2 separate regions of the Anser cygnoides genome follow, and region 1 is linked to region 2. A link is a contact called in public Hi-C data. All regions are on one chromosome and are shown on one strand. The core of a region is the stretch at or near the end of the contact, and the rest is flanking DNA. Distances in the headings are between cores, read along the strand shown. Region 1 holds the start of P2RX2 (purinergic receptor P2X 2). Region 2 holds the start of LOC106047465 (protein DGCR6).

Region 1 (5,004 bases), core at 1,401-3,900, 160 kb after region 2:
AGGGACACGAAAGCCCTGGCCCAGCACTGGTGTGGGAATGCCTCCCCCCAGCCCACATGTCCAGCAGTGCGAACAGGGCGCTGACGCTGGAGGCACTGTGCCAGGGAGTCCTGCTGGGACCTGCAGCTGATGGGCTTGAGCCACCCTTCACCCCTTGGAAACTGCAAAACACTGATAAGCGCAGCTGGGGCAGCAACAACCACAGCATCAGGCCCTGCCACCAGCCCTCCCTGACTGTCCCCCAGCTCTGCCAGGTTCACTCGAGCTTACTTACACCTCTCATGGTCCTTGCACTGGACAAAGTGGGCTAGCTTGGGGGGTCTCACTATTGCCATGCTGCGGGTGCTCACCCGTGTACAGATGTGTGCTCATCTCTGTGACAGACCTTCTGTGCCCGCAAAAGGACCCCAAAGAGTGGCAATTGGACAACTCTTCCATCCCAGCCAGGTGACACAGGGTGAGTGGCCCAAGTGTTGTCCAGACCAGCAGTGCCCAATGCCAAACCAGGCTCTTCCACAGCTCAACCAAGCAATTTCTAGAACACCTCAGCATGACTGAACACTCATTCCCCGGCTCATGGCACTCACCAAAAACACTGAGAAGAGCCTTCCCCACAGCGAGATGCTCCCCCACTGCAAGGTGGGAGGCATGAGGCAGCTTCCACCCCAGAGGCCAAGGCCCAGAGGTGCAGCCTGTGCAGGTAGGCTGGCATCAGAGAACCTCCAGGAGCTGGGGGAGCTCCCAAATGCAAGCTGCCCAAATCCTGCAGACGTGGCTGGGCCTGCCCTGCAGCACCAAAAAGGGCTTGATGCCCATGGCGAGTCCCCACTGGCCTGGGAACAGCTGCGCTTGGCTGGCCAGGCACTGGTGGCAGGGCACAGAGGAGTGCCCATGCAGCCAGCGTTCATCCCGCCACAGGGAGCTCTGCACAGGGCAGCGCCATCCAGGGGAGCACCTGCGCCGAGGGGTGGGGCTGCTGCCCAGGCACCGCTCCTTGCAGCCACCCCAGAGCGACAAAGGGAACAGGATGGGGATAAGAGGGCCAGAACGTTGCTGGGGGGTCAGAGCCTCACCTCAGGGGGGGCCACATACTCCCCAACATCCCAGACCTTGCTTGGTGACTGTGTCACACCCTTGACCTTGGTGATGACGGAGCTCTCTGGGCCCATTTCCCTCTCCTGGTAGCCCTTCTGAATGATGAACACATACCTGCAGGGAAGGAAGGATGGGAAAAGGAGCTTCCAGTGGTGCCCACCTCCTTGGCTCCAGGACCCAGAGAGCACGCTGAGAACTGTGGGCCAGTGGGTATGCTCAGCACCCACACGCCTTGCTGGGCAGCACAGGGCATGAGGGGTTCAGAGCCTGCAGCAGCCTGCCTGCACCCACCGTGCTCTGCCCTGCACACAGGCTGCCGCTCTCCCACAGCCCCCCCGCCTGTGCCGCCCCTTGGACAACCCGGGGATGGGGGGATCCCAGCCAGGAGCTTGGCCCCAAGAGCAGGGCAGAGGGGGCTGGGATGTGCGCGCAGGGAAGGGCGGGCAGGGGAAAGGGCAGGAGAAAGGGCAGGGGCATCAGCGCTGTCGGTACCGGGAAGCAGAGGGTCCCGGCCCCGCTCCCGGCCCGCACTCACCCGGTGAAGTAGAGCAGGACCAGGAGCTGCAGCGCCCGGTACGCGGTGCCAAGGTGCCCGTTCCGCACCACCACCACCTGCGGGCTGGAGTAGCTGCTCACCGCCCGCAGGCAGCCCCGCACGCCCATGGCCGCTGCGATCGGCTCGGCTCGGCTCGGCTCGGCACCGCACGGCCCGGCTCGGCACCGCACGGCCCGGATCGGCACCGCACGGCCCGGCTCGGCACCGCACGGCCCGGCTCGGCACCGCACGGCCCGGATCGGCACCGCACGGCTCGGCACCGCACGGCCCGGCTCGGCACCGCACGGCCCGGATCGGCACCGCACGGCTCGGCTCGGCACCGCACGGCCCGGATCGGCTCGGCTCGGCACCGCACGGCTCGGCACCGCACGGCCCGGCTCAGCACCGCACGGCCCGGCTCGGCACCGCACGGCCCGGATCGGCACCGCACGGCCCGGATCGGCTCGGCTCGGCACCGCACGGCCCGGCTCGGCACCGCACGGCCCGGCTCGGCACCGCACGGCCCGGCTCAGCACCGCACGGCCCGGCTCGGCACCGCACGGCCCGGATCGGCACCGCACGGCTCGGCACCGCACGGCTCAGCACCGCACAGCCCGGCTCGGCTCGGCACGGCTCGGCAGCGACCCCTGCGGGCCCGGACAAGTCTGCGCGGGGGGCTCGGCAGTAGGGCCCCCCTGCGCCGTGCGCCGGTTGTCGCTCCCCGCTCGCTCACAGCAGGATGGTTCCTGCCGGTGAAAGGGCAGCAGAAGAGCGTCAGGTGCAGCCAGGAAGGGGCTGGAAGCAGGCCCGCGGGTGCCCGTTTTGCAGTTTGGGGAGAGACAGAGAGATCGGGGCACAGCTGGCGTCTTGGTCCTGCGACAGCAGCAGGGTGTCGCTCACCCAAAATGACCCAGAGGAGCCTGGCAAGGGGCCCAGAGGAAAAACTGTGAGCTTGTGAGCAAGATCTGCCGGCCCCAGGGGAGGGGGCTGCGACACCCACCAAGGGACACCCGGACTGCTAGACCCCTTTCCTCCCTTGATCTAAAGCTGTCTCAGGGCCGTCTGAGAATGGCACAAACAGCAGGCTTGACAGATGGGGGGAAAAACAAAACAAAACAAAAACAAACAAAAAAACCTTCCCAGGCTGTGCATGAGACCAGTGCGTGCTCCAAAGCACTGGGGGAGGGCAATGACAACGTTACCTCCTTGAACAACCCCACGTCCTGTTTCTTATGGACACAGCTGCTGGCTCTGGACAGGGAGATTTGAGGTGGTCTCCCATGCTGAGAATGGATTTTCCTGTTCTCTGAAGGCCATCAAGTCTTCATCTCTTCCACCAATATCAGTGGAAGGAGGGCCCTGTCTACCCTACATTCTGCTGCTGTGGCAGGACCAAGACACCAGCTGTGTCCCTGGTCTCTCTGACTCACTTTCCTGTGCCAGTGTTGCAGCAGACGCTCAGGGACTTTGATTTATTGTGTAATCTGGGGGCTTCTACCTTGTACACAACACTGCTTGCTTGGAAAGGCTCTTGGAGGTGCTGTGACTATCTGAAATATAAACAAATCATCATCTGACAAGCATTTATTCTTTCTTCAGGATCCTTTCTTCCTTCAATAACAGTTTGGATGGATTTGCTAGTTAACACAGTGCTTTCCTAGGCCAGGTTCACTCTCATGACACCTCAGTGCTGCTGCAGAGTCACCACCCTGATGAAGACACAGCCATGGAACACCGCCTTCCGATGGGGACAAGGAAGCTCCCAAGCCCAATCCCCTTCACGCAATCCCTTGTGTCAACACAGTCACCTCGCCCCTGGGCTCACTACAAGACTTACTGCTCTGTGTTGCTGCCCTTATGTTACTTTTGACACCCTTTAACACCCTTGGACTCAGCCAGCCTGATCCTGCCACTGGTAAATATCTGCAATGTCTTTTGTTGTGTCTCTATGGTGGGGCTGAGCCACCAGCCTGGTGTTGGCTGATGGCAGAGGATTGCCATATGCAGCCTGTCCTCTCTTCTTGTTGCATCCTGTTCCTAGATGTCCGTACTGCCTGACCGCTCTTCTACCTGTCTGCATGGGCACTGTGGGTCAAGCATCCTGTGGGGCTGGGTGCCAGAGAGGGGTGAGACCAGGCTGGGGGTGTCACCACTGATCTCCAGACCCAATCAGCAGGCGAGGAGGATCAGGGTGAGCCTGTGTGTCTGCCCCTTTGAGGCACACAGCCCCATTTCTAGACTGCACCTACAGATGGGAACTGCAACAGCCGCCTCCATCAGACTGAGGCAGGAAAAACCCTGGGCCCGGGTACAGCAGGCTAACCTCTTGCAGGCCAGGAAGGAGAAATCTCAAGGCTGACTGAATTTGCCTTCTCCCATAGCCAAAACCGTGGGAACTGGCTTTATCAGTAGCTATGCAGGGTTCAAGGAGGAAACCTCAAGCTTTTAGGCTTGTTCTGCACTTCTACTCTACTGCTGAGCTGTAGAACATAGCAGATGGGACACAGGCGGCTGTGGTCCAGGGTGGCCGTGCTACAGCCCTGTCGCCAAAAGGAGCCAGAGTGCTGCTGTGATCTGCATGGAGCTGTCTGCATGGCCCGGACTCTGCCCAAGCTGGGAGTGAGGCATACATGCGCGCTGTGACCTGTCAGCCTTACCCTGCAGATTAATGATTCACCTAGTGCGGTACAGCACTTCCTGCTGTAAGCACCCAAAAATCCACATCAGCAACAGTTGTGTAAGTCAGAGACAATATACATAACATTAAGCAAACCCTAAGCATGTGGGAATTTTTTTCTCTGTCAAGCTATTTTTGCACCTTCCAGAGGAATGAAAATATCAGCATGTACTTCATCCTTCACATGGAAAGTAAGGAGAATGTGTTTTCCAGAGATGCAGAAATGCCCCAGCCTCACGGTCTTTTCTGCTCTCAGGCTTGTCAGCCCAAATAATTTCTGCTGAGTTTTGACCCGTGCTGACAAGCAGGCCCCTGTTGCTGAGCCGCAGCTTCTCACGCTGTTGTTCAACCCAAGTCCTGCTGACTCAACCCTTACTCCACCTTCACCTGGAAGTGGGGGTGATACATGTCAGGAAGGTACCAGCTCCTGCTTGCAAGTCTGCTTCCTGCTAAGTAGTTCCCATAAATTAAAGGAAGGTACTCACTAGGGTGGTAAAACCAGGCAGCTCCCAAGTACATGATGACACTGAGATTTGCCTAGGGATTAAGAAAAAGCAGAAGATGAAGCGAATTTCCTCCCAGCATCATTATCTAACCTCTTACAGGGAACCCAGGGGTCTTGGGGGGGGGGGGGGGGGGGGGGGGGGTTGAGGAGCTTTCCTCTTCATTTTTCCCACACCTTGGGGCTTTCTCTATT
Region 2 (4,700 bases), core at 1,220-3,719:
ACGGCTCTGCCTCTGGCAGCTGCAGCTCAGCAAAAACGGTTTGGCAGCTTCTGAGAACGGGGTTAGGAAAATGTAGGTTGATTTGCTTGTTAAAAATACACTGCAGCCTTTTCCCAGAGACACTGCTGCTCCACTGCAGCCAAGCCAGGGAAGAGCAGGACAGACGGACACAGCAGAGTTAACTGTACAAGGCATTGGTCTAAGCAGCCCAGAGGCAGAGGGATCTGTAATCAGCCCACCAAAAGCCTCTCCAGGACCTGGGATTTAGGGATCACCATCCTTGGGTAGAAATATGAGGCAACCAACCAAAAAAAAAAAAGGACAATTTATATTCAGGGACATTCTAGGGATGCCCTATTTCTCTGGAGAGGCTAGGTATTCTTCTCTAAAGTGGACATTTCTACTCCCCTCGAATATGCAATGCAGTTCTTGTAAGCTTTGAAGCAATATTAAATATTATACTTCTTAAGCTTTTTAATGCATTTCAGTGTATCCTTCATTTTGCTAACTCAAGTCAGGAATCTCTTCATGTGTACCACTGAAATTAATTTGAAACTCAGCCTTGCAAGAAACCTATTAAATATTGATCTCATTACCTGCACAAAAGTGCTCACAAGAAGAAAATATTTTCACTCCAACAGTGCATTTGAAGTTGAAATGAACTTAATAAATTCCATGTGTTTTAAGAAATTAAAAGAGCGAGGATCTGAAGACATTTCCCATATCCTCACGGCACAGCCATAGCAGTCTGATCTCTCCCTCCTCAACGCTCCCCCAATCAGTTCTCAAACAGCTTCATCACCATTTCTTGCTCCAGCATTATAACAATTATAACAATTTCCTTAACAAAAATACATCCTGCGTTTTTTAGAGAAGGAGGTGGCCAGAGCACACCAGCACCTTTGTTGTGCTGGGGGAACACCGAAGTGACAGCGGCTCTCGTTCAGAGGGGAGGAAGGGTTCTGCCCCCCGAAGAGCAGCCGCGATTTCTGGGCACTGGCAGATGCTTGGCACCTTTTGGTCACAGCAGTGTACCAACAGGCCTCAGAATGGCCACACAGTTATTGCTGCCAAACTCACATACCTAACAGCAGTTCTGAAGATTTTTTGACAGATGAAGTGACTGAAAACATTTCTAACAGCCTACAGGATGGAGCACTGGGATACTTTGAATGCGCTCTCCGGTACTGTGCAGCATATGAGACAAACCAGGAGCTCACAGAAAATGTGTTCTCATTTTTGAGAATGACTGTTGGTATCCTGAACCACTTTAAAATACACCTCCAGATTCTAATGCTTTGGGTTTTTTTTTGTTTTTTTTTTTTTGTTGTTGTTGTTGTTGTTGTTCTGTTTTGTTTTGTTTTGTTGACCCTGTTAGCTCTTTACATTTTGAAACACTCCCAGAACAGCACCATAGCTGTCCCCAAAATAACCGAGCAGGTAAGGGCTCATTCCCACAGCAAGGGTGTATCAACAAGCAGGTCTCAGAAAAACTTGACTGTTTCTGGGGTTTGAAAACTCTGTGGTAACCAACGAGAAGGAAGTACTTGTCTGTAAGTCCACAGCTATTTTCTTAATGACAGCAAGCTGAATGTGAGCCAGCAGTGTGCCCTGGCAGCCAGGAGGGCCAACCGTATCCTGGGGTGCATCAAGCACGGCATTGCTAGTCGGTCGAGGGAAGTGATTGTCCCGCTCTGGTATGCTGTGCAGCCTCACCTCGAGCACTGTGTGCAGTTCTGGGCACCACAGTACAAAAGGGACGTGAAACTGTTGGAGAGTGTCCAGAGGCTACAAAGATGGTGAAGGGCCTAGAGGGGAAGACGTATGAGGAGCGGCTGAGGTCACTTGGCCTGTTCAGCCTGGAGAAGAGGAGGCTGAGGGGAGACCTCATCGCAGTCTACAGCTTCCTCAGGAAGGGGGAGCGGAGGGGCAGGCACCGATCTATTCTCTGTAGTGACCAGCGATAGGACCCACGGGAATGGTGTCAAGCTGCAGCAGGGGAGGTTTAGGCTACACATCAGGAGGGGGTTCTTCACTGAGAGGGTGGTCGCCCACTGGAACAGGCTCCCCACAGAAGGAGTCACTGCACCAAGCCTGCCAGAGTTTAAGAAGCGTTCGGACTGTGCACTTAGTCACACGGTCTGAATTTTGGGGTAGACCTGTGTGGTGCCAGGAGTTGGACCCGACGATCCTTACGGGCCCCTTCCCACTCGGGATGCTCTGTGATTCTGTAGTTCACTGAAGCAGCTCCGCCACTCGGCTGCACCCCTGCCCCACCGCCCCGCCCCGCCCCGCCCCAGCCGCGGGCGCAGCCGGACCCCGGGCACCGCGCGCGTCCGTGTCGCTGCGGTGCGGGGCTGGGGGCCGCCCGCCGCCGGCAGCGCGGGGCCCACCCCCGGCCTCCGCCGGCCCCCGCGGCCCGGGAGGGCCCCGCCAGGCCCCGCCCGCGTCGCCGCTTGCGCCTGCGCCGGGGGCCGGGGCTGGGGCCGGGGCGGAGCGGGGCCGAGCGGGGCCATGGAGCGGTTCGGCGGCGGCGGCTATGAGGCGGCGGCGGCGGAGCTGTCCCGGCAGCAGGAGCGGCACTACCGGCTGCTCTCGGAGCTGCAGGCGCTCGTGAAGGCGCTGCCCAGGTGCGCGGGGCGGCGGGACGGGGCGGCACCGGCACCGGCTCCGGCACCGGCTCCGGCACCGACCCGCACCCCGACAGCTCCTGCCAGCAGCGGCTCTCCTACACGACGCTGAGCGACCTGGCGCTGGCCCTGCTGGATGGGACCGTGTTCGAGATCGTGCAGGGGCTGCTGGAGATCCAGCACCTCACCGAGAAGAACCTCTACAGCCAGCGCCTCAAGCTGCACAGCGAGCACCGCGGTCAGCGGGGCGCCGGGCCGGCGGGGGAAGGGGGGGGCGCTGCGGGGGGTGATGGGGACACTGGGCGGCGGGAGGGCGGTGGGGACACCGCGGGGGACAGCCCCGTGGCACTCGGGGGTAGGTGGTGAAGGCACTGGGGGGGTCACCGAGGAGAGGGGCCTGGGGCACCAGGGGGCTGCACGGGGAGGCTGGGTAGCCAGGCCCGGGGCTTCAGGGTGGGGCGCCGGCACACTGTGGGGACGCTGCGGGGACAGGGCAGGAGGGAGGGAAGGAGGGGGCGCGGTGGCCGCGGGGCCCTGACCCTGTCCCCGAAGCAGGGCTGAAGCAGGAGCTCTTCCACCGGCACAAGGAGGCCCAGCAGTGCTGCAGGCCGCACAACCTGCCGATCCTCCGTGCCGCCCAGCAGCGGGAGATGGAGGTAAGGGGTGAGCGAGTGGGCACAGTTTCCCTCGGTACCCTTCACGTAGGCACAAAGGTTGTCTCCTTCCCTGGGGCTTAACGGCTGTTTTGCTGCAAGGCTGTTCCCAGCTGTCCCACCCAAGGAGCTGGTGCTGTTGCAGGAGCGTCACAGCCCTTGGCACCTCCAAAGGGTTTATCTAGTCCTTCGTGAAGCCTTGGAAGCTGCCAGCCAGCTTGTCTGGCCATGCGTGCAGTACCCTGGGCTCTCCATTCCAGCTGGATGGCCCTCTTTCTGGCTCTGCCCTTTGACCCCTCAGTCCCTTCTGACAGAGAGGTGATTGCCCCAGGCCATTGCCATCTAGTGTAGTTAGAGCCCAGACCTGATCTGGCAATCATGGAAGTTGAGGAACCTGCTCTAAAAGAGCAAGGCCTTCCCCACAATATGCTAATGAGTCTGTTTGTTATATTACAAGCTGAAGCCTGCATATGGATAGACAGCAAGTTGATGCAAAGTATAAACGTGCGTAAAATCTACCATCATGTGTTAGAAGGTGAGAAAGCAAAGAACACTCAAAACTCATGTTTTACTTAGTTACACTGAAAGAAATAACCTAAGATACCTAAAAACAAAAATTGATTCTTAGTGTTTCTCAAGGCATTTCTAGAAAGGATCTTCAGCATGAGCGGTAAATTCAGTCCGAAGGCTCTGAAGATCATTTTACCTATACGTTATAAACCTGTCTCTATCTTATCACTAATGTAAGGGAAATTACAAGTAGCTAGTTTTCTTAATTCATGTAATTCAAATGTATGCATGAGATTACTGCACGTAAGGCAAATGCATAACTGTTTAAATGTAGGCGTTTTTCTGACCTTTGTACATAACAACCGTGGTGTTAGAGCTCACTGTTGGATCTTTTGTTTTCACTTCCTTCATTTCTTACTGAGATGACTAAAGCCAGTGTGGACCTATATTAGACATTCTGTGTCTGAATAACTTGTATTTGCAGCATAGCAGTAAATAATGATCTATATTGCTGATTCTAAAGCATTTTTAATATTGTATTTGCTCAGTAGACTTGATTCACAGTAGATGACAATCATATCCATATTATGTGTTTTGTTTTTCCTTGTATTATATCATGCACAACTTCTTCTTACATCTTTTTACCTTCCCCATGCCTTTTTGTGTTATTTATCCGTCCGTCAGGAGGAAGTTACTGAAGTTACTTCTTCCCTTTTATATGTTCTGTTATTCTCTGACAGAATAACTGCTCTGTTATTCTAAACTCTGTAGAGCGTTTTGGGAATAGATCAGTAATCTTAGTAACAATTGCTACATTTCTAATCAGACCTGCTCTCTCTGGTTAAAGGTTTTGAAGACCAGTTCCTGTGTAATAGCTTGGGATCAGTCTCACAGGAGGGATAATACA

What was found. Hi-C and Micro-C count contacts between places; a contact is called where the count stands out from the background.
Region 1: a contact with region 2 is called in a Hi-C map of liver, with 2.2 times the contacts expected there. The contact joins the promoter of P2RX2 here to the promoter of LOC106047465 in region 2. A contact is called at or near these places in 2 of 7 Hi-C or Micro-C datasets (both in liver).

The regions. Positions count from the first base shown.
Region 1 is chr17:15,371,763-15,376,766 of Taihu_goose_T2T_genome, forward strand. It overlaps P2RX2 (purinergic receptor P2X 2), which reads right to left and starts at 2,651. Exons shown (of 11, transcript XM_066979092.1): 1 at 1,631-2,651; 2 at 1,074-1,209. The coding sequence starts at 1,758.
Region 2 is chr17:15,208,440-15,213,139 of Taihu_goose_T2T_genome, forward strand. LOC106047465 (protein DGCR6) reads left to right here and starts at 2,470. Exons shown (of 5, transcript XM_066979307.1): 1 at 2,470-2,630; 2 at 2,708-2,868; 3 at 3,186-3,286. The coding sequence starts at 2,515.